2 separate regions of the Hordeum vulgare genome follow, and region 2 is linked to region 1. A link is a contact called in public Hi-C data. All regions are on one chromosome and are shown on one strand. Each heading gives the region's core, a stretch centred on a gene start, on an enhancer-like site or on the middle of the called end of the contact. The rest is flanking DNA. Distances are from core to core; before and after follow the strand shown.

Evidence for each region. A called contact is a pair of places that touch in the nucleus more often than the background predicts.
Region 2: a Hi-C map of leaf shows a contact between it and region 1, with 2.1 times the contacts expected there. The contact joins the promoter of LOC123394928 here to the promoter of LOC123397364 in region 1. A contact is called at or near these places in 2 of 6 Hi-C or Micro-C datasets (leaf and seedling).

The regions. Positions count from the first base shown.
Region 1 is chr5H:571,149,568-571,153,537 of MorexV3_pseudomolecules_assembly, forward strand. It overlaps LOC123397364, which reads right to left and starts at 2,597. Exons shown (of 3, transcript XM_045091934.1): 1 at 2,513-2,597; 2 at 1,690-2,406; 3 at 1,572-1,601. The coding sequence starts at 2,331. The coding sequence ends at 1,572. LOC123394923 reads right to left here and starts at 1,672. Exons shown (of 4, transcript XR_006609626.1): 1 at 78-1,672.
Region 2 is chr5H:571,314,958-571,318,750 of MorexV3_pseudomolecules_assembly, forward strand. LOC123394928 ((+)-menthofuran synthase-like) reads left to right here and starts at 2,535. Exons shown (of 1, transcript XM_045089815.1): 1 at 2,535-3,793. The coding sequence starts at 2,583.

The sequences.
Region 1 (3,970 bases), core at 1,347-3,846:
AATAGTGCTAGTATGAACACAAAGCGCACATTTGGTCATATAACAAGCAGCAAGAAAAAATGAAAAGGACTTCGTACCGTAAGAGTCTAGGGATGTCGCGACGAGGTTCCAGCCTGAGCCGAACGTGGTGGCAAGCGCTAGTGAGAAGGAGAAGTCCCCGTCTCCAACCATGAGTATGCTCTGTGCCGTGGAGTAGTGTTTCAACCACTTGATCCCCTCCTTATCCTCCTTACCATTCCCCTTCATAGTGATCGCCTGCACCCCCTCCACCCCCGGCGTATCGACCTTCTGGTCAACGGCGGAGAACACCGGATTCCCTTGCACCGAGATCTCTTCCTTCTCATCGGTGGCGATAACCGGAGCCCCATCAAGAGTGTCCACCTGGCACACCACAGTCCCATCCTCTAGTGATCCCTTCTCCCCGCCCTCGGCTGCCGCGACCACTGGAACCTGTAGCACCAACGGCTTGACCACCCCGTCGACAGCGATCACCGCAACCCCTTCAACATCTTTCACACCCGCAGCTTCCGGTGTTGCCTTCGCCAGGCGTCGTGGCCACCACATTTTCCCCACCGGAACCTCTTCGGTGTCATTCACTCCCAACGCTTCCTGTTGTGTCATGGCGATAACCGAAGCCCCATCAACAGCGTCCACCTGGCACACAATAATCCCTTCCTCCAGTGGCCCCTTATCACCGCGCCCGGCTGCCACGACCATTGGAGCCCCTAGGACTGATGCCTTGACCTTCTGGTCGACGGTGATCATCGCAATCCCTTTGTCGTCCTTCACTCCCAAAGCTTCTAGTGATGCCTTCGCCGGTTTTCGTGTCCACCACATTTTCCCCACCGCAACCCCTTCGGCGTCCTTCACTCCGACTGCTTCCTGTCGTGTCATAACCGGAGCCCCATCGAGAGCATCCACCTGGCACACCATAATCCCATCCTCCAGTGGCCCCTTCTCACCGCCCCCGGCCGCCACGACCACTGGAGCCCCTAGGATTGATTCCTCGACCTTCCTGTCGACGCTGATCACCGCAACCCCTATGGCGTCCTTCACTCCCATAGCTTCTAGTGGTGCCTTCGTCGGTTGCCGTGGCCGCCACATTTTCCCCGCCGCAACCCCTACGGTGTCCTTCACTCGCATAGCTTCCAGTGGTGCCTTCACCGTTTGTCGTGGCCGCCGCACTTTCCCCGCCGCAACCCCTTCGGCGTCCTTCACTCCGACCGGTTCCAGTCGTGTCTTAACTGGAGACCCATCGAGAGCGTCCATCCGGCACACCGCAACCCCATCCTCCATTGGCCCCTTCTCCCTGTCCATAGCGGCCATGACCACTGGAGCCCCTAGGATTGATTCCTCGACCTTCCTGTCGACAACTATCACAGAAACCCCTTGGGCGTCTTTCACTCGCACCGCTTTCAGGGGCGCCTTCACCGGTTGCCGTGGCCGCCACATTTTCCGCATGGCAACCCCTTCAGGGTCCTTCACTCCAACCGCTTCCTGCTCCTGTGGTGTCGTGGTGATAACCATAGCCCCATGGAGAGATTCTATCCGGCACACCGCAATCTCATCCTCTAGTGGCCCCTTCTCCCCGCCCCTGGCCGCTGTGACCACCGGAGCCCCTAGCACTGACGCCTCGACCTCCCCGTCGACGGCGATCACAACAACCCCTTGGTCGTCTTTCACTCGCACCGCTTTCAGTGGCGCCTTCGCCGGTCGCCGTGGCCGCCACATTTTCCGCATGGCAACCTCTTCAGGGTCCTTCACCGCAACCTCTTCCTGCTCCTGTGGTGTTGTGGTGATAACTGGAGCCCCATGGAGAGCTTCTATTTGGCACACCGCAGTCTCATCCTCTAGTGGCCCCTTCTCCCCGCCCCTGGCCGTCGTGACCATCGGAGCCCCTAGCACCGAGGCCTCGACCTCCCCTTGGGCGTCTTTCACTCGCACCGCTTTCAGTGGTGCCTTCGCCGGTCGCCGTGGCCGCCACATTTTCCGCATGGCAACCCCTTGGGCGTCCTTCACTCCAACCGCTTCGGGTTCCTGTCCTGTGGTGGCGATAACCGGAGCCCCATGGAGAGCTTCTATCCGGCACACCGCAGCCCCATCCTCAAGTGGCCCCTTCTCCCTGGCGGCCGCGACCACCGGAGCTCCTGGCACCGACGCCTCGACCTCACCGTCGACGGCGTCCCCTTTGGGGTCTTCAACTCCCGCCGCTTTTAGTGGCGCCTTGGCAGGTCGGCGTGGCCGCCACATCTTCCCCACAGCAACCCCTTGGGCGTCCTTGACTCCCACGGCTTCCGGTGGCCCCTTGGCCGGCCGCCGTATTTTCCCCATGCCCCGCCGAGAGCGACGCGACCACTCTGTGCTCGTGTGAGGCGCGAGAGCTCGAATGCACTGTAGCAAAAGTAGCTGCCGTCAAGAAGAGGCTGGATTGGATTAATGGAAGTAAGGCACGGGCACTAAGCCCAAGAGTTACGGGGGAGGGAGTAGCACGGCGAGGGAGATCGTATCGTACCTGCCGGGTGGTGGAGGAGCTCGGACGCCGGCGTTGGGAGCTGCAGCAGCGTAGGTGGAGGAGAGGGGAGTACAGTGGAGTGGAGATAGCCAGACGGGACGGGAGGGAGGCCAGCCAGCAAAATTAGATCCACACAGGAGGGAGGGAGGCCTGATGATGAGATGGAAGCACGGCAAGGGAGATCTCGCCGGCGGCCGGCGTTGGTAGCTGTAGCAGCAGTGTGGGCGGAGTGGGAGGGAAGAGGAGTAATGAATGATTGAGCGGCAGGGCAGGGCAGGGCAGGGGTGGAGTCGCGGAGATGTCAGTGAAAGAGGTGTATCCTTCTTGGTTAAGGAAGGAGGTTAGCTAGGCTAATTGCTTTTTAAGCGGCTGCTTGTCTTTATCGAGATGCGCGTTACCCTACCTGACCGTGATACGTCCACTAATTTGTGCGTTCCGGAAAATATTTCTTCTTCTTCTTCTTTAATTTATCTTGCGATTCATTCGCTCTTTTCCAAAGACCTCCACTAATTGTGCTTTTATCATCATACAAACAAGCATGCTTTCATCATCAGACCTCCACTCAGACGTACTACCAATCTTGAAAATATTTTGTTCTTGACTAAATATGAACCCAAGGAATCCAACCTACTCCCTCCGTAAATTAATATAAAAACGTTTAGATCATTATTTTAGTTATCTAAATACTCTTATATTAGTTTACAGAGAAAGTATAAAATAATTCTAAGCAATTAAGAATCTACAATTGGAATGGCCATTTTTTAAACAAATTTTAGAACCAAAAATATTAAATGCCAAACTTTTGGTTTCTGAGATTATGGAGCTGGGTCTTCTCATACTGCTCGGGTACAATCCTTACCTTCTCATTTTAGGACCTGAAAGCTGAAAAGAAGCAAAAAAAACAAAAAGTAAGTGGTTAATGAAAACAATTACAACGTAAACCAAAAATAGTCTTCCCATGACTACCACCTTATCAGAGAACTTGTATATATTTGAAGGCATCTGGAAGACAATTACTTCCTCCATCACAGTATATTGGGCGTATCTCACACGGCTCTGGGACCTAGATGTTTTTCTATTGATAGAAAAAACCGAACCGACGAGCTGTATAAGCGCCTAATTAATCGTAAAACTGACGCATTAGTAACCCCCCGTCCACTAAACGAGTGACTTCCTCGCATGTATTGGTGAAGACGGTTTCCAAAACACCTCAATTAATAAGCTAATTAATGTCATGCGCCTTATTTTCTTCTAACCGTGAAAAATTATCATTTTGAAGATACGCCCAATATACTGTGATGGAGGGAGTAATTAAGTCTAACTCGTGGATAGTATTTTTATCAGACAAGTGGCTTTTTTTTCAGTCAGCAGCTGATAAAAAAATGCATCATATGCTCCAAATGAAAGGTAAATGCTACATTTTGGAGGAAACAACATTCCAAACATGTTAAGAAAACA
Region 2 (3,793 bases), core at 1,285-3,784, 170 kb after region 1:
TAGGAGGGCTGACTGGGCCAGGACGATGAGACGTCGGCGGGCGTCCCGATCATCCTGGGAAGTGTGAGCGTCAACCCGAGTGGCGAGAGGAGAGGCGCCTCGCGAACCAGAGACATGAGTTCTTCGCGGGGGGAGAATCTCACACTCCGAATCACCCTCGTCGCCTCCGCGACGCAAGCCCGAAGTGTGCTCGCTCTGGCGCTGGGAGCGTCGGTCTTGGCTTCCCTCACCCCTCCAGCCGAAGGGGCGATGCGAGGATGATCCTTCCGCATGATGCTGACCGCTAGGGTTGCGGCGTGCTCTAGGGTTGGGTCCCGGAGACTCTGACTGGGCTTGACCAGGGTCAAGCCGAGCGTGTTGCTGGTTGGCGGCGTCAAGCAGATCCTTGACCCGCTTCTCCTGGAAAGCGCGCTCCTCGCCTTCCAGGCTCGCCATCTCCTCCATGGCCGCCTGCGCCGCTCGCATGTTGGCTGCACGGGTCTCGTAGGTGGACAGATCGCCACCTAGGACTTCGGCAATGAACCGGTCGTGGCTGCGGACCAATCCAAGCCAGCTAGGGGCCTCGAAAATCGGAGTGGGACCGTATGCGGAGTTATACTCGCGCTACGTGGCCTCCATCCGACGCTTTGCCGAGGCGACGGCGATGCCCTCCTCCAAGATACGCTTGCGAGCCTCCTCCAGTGAGGCCCGGGCGTCAGTAGGGTTTGCGGAAGCGGCGACGGGTGTCTTCAGGCCGGCGATGGCGTCCCGAAGAGTATCTGAGGTGGCAGCAGTAGGCTCACCAGCGTCTGCTGACGCTTTGCCATGAGCTGTGCTGGTGCCAGCACCGATAACCATCACCTCCATGACGTTGGAGACGGCAGCAACGTGGTATGGGGTGAAGCATCCCACCGACGGCGGAGGGCCGTCAAAGACGAGGACGTTGCTGGGATATATGTCATGGACAGGCGTCTCGGCGATAGAGATCCTGCTGAAGCTGACGCAGAGCGCCTCAACGTCGAAGTCCTCGCCGTAGTAGCGCGGACCGTCGTTGAGACGCAGGTCACTGAAGAGAACGATGAGGTTCTCCATAGCAGCGACGACGACGCTAGGAAGCGCCTCGTCATCAGAATCTTCGTCTGAATCCGCGTGGCGGACGGGGACGTCGATCATCATCGGCGTTGCCTCGTCGAAAGCGGGCTCCACGGGCATGCAAACTGATCTCGATGCGATGCGGCCCAGCGCGTAAAGCCAGCCGATGCCGCGATCGGCCCCACGGTGGGCGCCAAATGTCCATGAGTACTCACAACATATGCCATAGGTAGGCTAAAGTCGGTGAGAACCGAAGGGACAAAGGAGGGCGCTGGGAACGAGGTTGGTACAAGCATGGAATGCACGATGTACCCAGGTTCACGGCTCTCCGTATAGATAAGACCCCTAGTCCTGCCGGAGTGTTTGATGTGTATAAACCGAGTATAGAGTTGCTCCTGGAGCTGTGTTGGGAGGAGGAAGAGGGGAGCAGCCGGCTCGTCTCTATGTGGTTGGTGAGTGTGTAGTGTTGTTCGTCCGTGGAATGATCGGTCCCCCTGCATGGAGGGCAACCGGGGGGTTTTATAGACGAACCCGCCGGCCTACAGTATGGATAAAGGGTACAAGTGTGGGACCCGACTGGCAACCTCTCCGGCTGGCCAGGGGGCCACTAGAGTCTTATCTTGTCGTTTGAGGGGCCCGCCGGCTGCATGGTCTCGATTGGCAGTGGGACCCGCCGGCTGGCCAATGAAGCTCTCGCGTAAGGTTGACGCCGAGCACGCGAAGTACGTCGAGCGTCGTCCAGAGAGATTCGTCATGGGCAGGTAGTACAACCGCCTCCACTGTTCCCCACGCCGAGTACAGTAATGGAGTGGGAGTGTGACGGTCCGACACTATGCTAGGTGATGGATCAGAGCCGGGGTAGGTCAGCGGCGTGGCAGCCGACGCTCGTACCTGCCGGACGCCCCGATCCAGTACCTTTGCTGACGCGTAGCTACCTTTAATTGTAAGGTCTCATCCTGACCTACGATTTGATGTGACTTGTGATCCTCGGCCGACTAGCCTGCTTGGCTGGCCGGCTTGGGCGCGGACGCCTCGTTCCTAGCCGGCTGGCTGGACCAGGCCAGCCCAGAAGAGGTAATCGCCTCGACTCTAGCCGGCAGGGGTTGACTGGCCGACCAGAGGGATGGCCGCCTGGTCCTCTAGCCGATAGGCGCAGGCTAGCCAGCTAGAAGACTTGGACCTTAGTAAACTATATATGTTCATATTCTTTGGACTGGAAATGAAGGAGGAGGCTTGACGAGTCTACCCGGGTTATCCCGACGGTGCTACTTAAGTTTGACAGCAATTCGTGCGGCGAGGAAGAAAAGTATATATGCTGTGTGATGGCTGAAAACAACACGTTCACTCGTGCTTAATATGTATGTGCCTCTTGTGTTACGTGTAGAGGATATCTCTTTTAGTGGCGCCGTATATGTCACGTACGACACGACGTGGCAACGCACGAGCTTCTAACAAGTACAAGTACTAGTGGCTAAGCTTGGGTACACGCGACGCGACACAAGCTAGCCAGGATGGTTGCAGCAGAAATGGTTGTCGCGCCGTTGGACTCGCCGGTGCTCATCACCGTCGTCCTCGCCTTCCTTCTCGTGGTGATCACCCTCCTCGTCTCCTTCTCCACCAGGCGCAGCAGCAGCAATGCGCCGCGGCTGCGGCTGCCCCCGTCGCCGCGGGGCCTGCCGGTCGTCGGCCACCTCCACCTGCTCGGGAGCCTGCCGCACCGGAGCCTCCGGTCCCTGGCCGCGTCCCACGGCCCGGTCATGCACCTGCGGCTCGGCCGCGTGTCCACCGTCGTGGCGTCCTCCGCGGCCGCCGCGGAGGAGGCCATGAAGACCCGCGACGTGGACTTCGCCGGCCGCCCCAGGCTCCTCATGGTCGACCGCTTCTACTACGGCAACGGCGGCATCGGCTTCGCGCCCTACGGCGAGCACTGGCGCCAGGCGCGCCGCGTCTGCGCCGTCCACATGCTCAGCGCGCGCCGCGTCGCCTCCCTCGGCCGCGTCCGGGCGCAGGAGGCCGCCGCGCTCCTCGACCGCGTCCGCCGCGCCGGCGGTGTCGTGAACCTGAGCGACAGCCTCGTCGTCTACTCCAACGCGGTCATCTCCCGCTGCACGCTCGGCGGCGCGGGCTGCGGGGTGGAGGAAGGCGGCGGCGACGGCGCGAGGCTGAAGAAGGCGTTCGGCGAGATGGAGGAGCTCCTCGGCACGGTGCCGATGGGGGAGTCGGTGCCGTGGCTGGGATGGGTGGACACGGTGACGGGGCTGGAGCGGAGGGCCAAGCGCGTCTTCGAGGAGATGGACGGGCTGCTGGAGCGGGTCATCGCCGACCACCGCCAGCGCCGCCGTGCGGACTCCGCCACCGTGCACGAGGAGGACTTCGTGGACGTGATGCTGGACGCCGGCGAGCTGGGCACGGACAGCATCAAGTCGATCATCCTGGACGTGCTCGCCGCCGCCACGGCCTCGACCTCGGCGCTGCTGGAGCGGGCGATGGCGGAGCTCATCAACCACCCGCACGAGATGCGCAGGCTCCAGGCCGAGGCCCGCGCGGCCGTCGTCCCCGGCGCCGTCGTCACGGAGGCCGACCTCCCGCGCCTGCCGTACCTGAAGGCGGTGGTCAACGAGACCCTGCGGCTCCACCCGCCGGCGCCGCTGCTGCTGCCGCGGGAGACGGTGGAGGACACCCGGCTGCAGGGCCACGACGTGCCGGCGGGCACCCGAGTCCT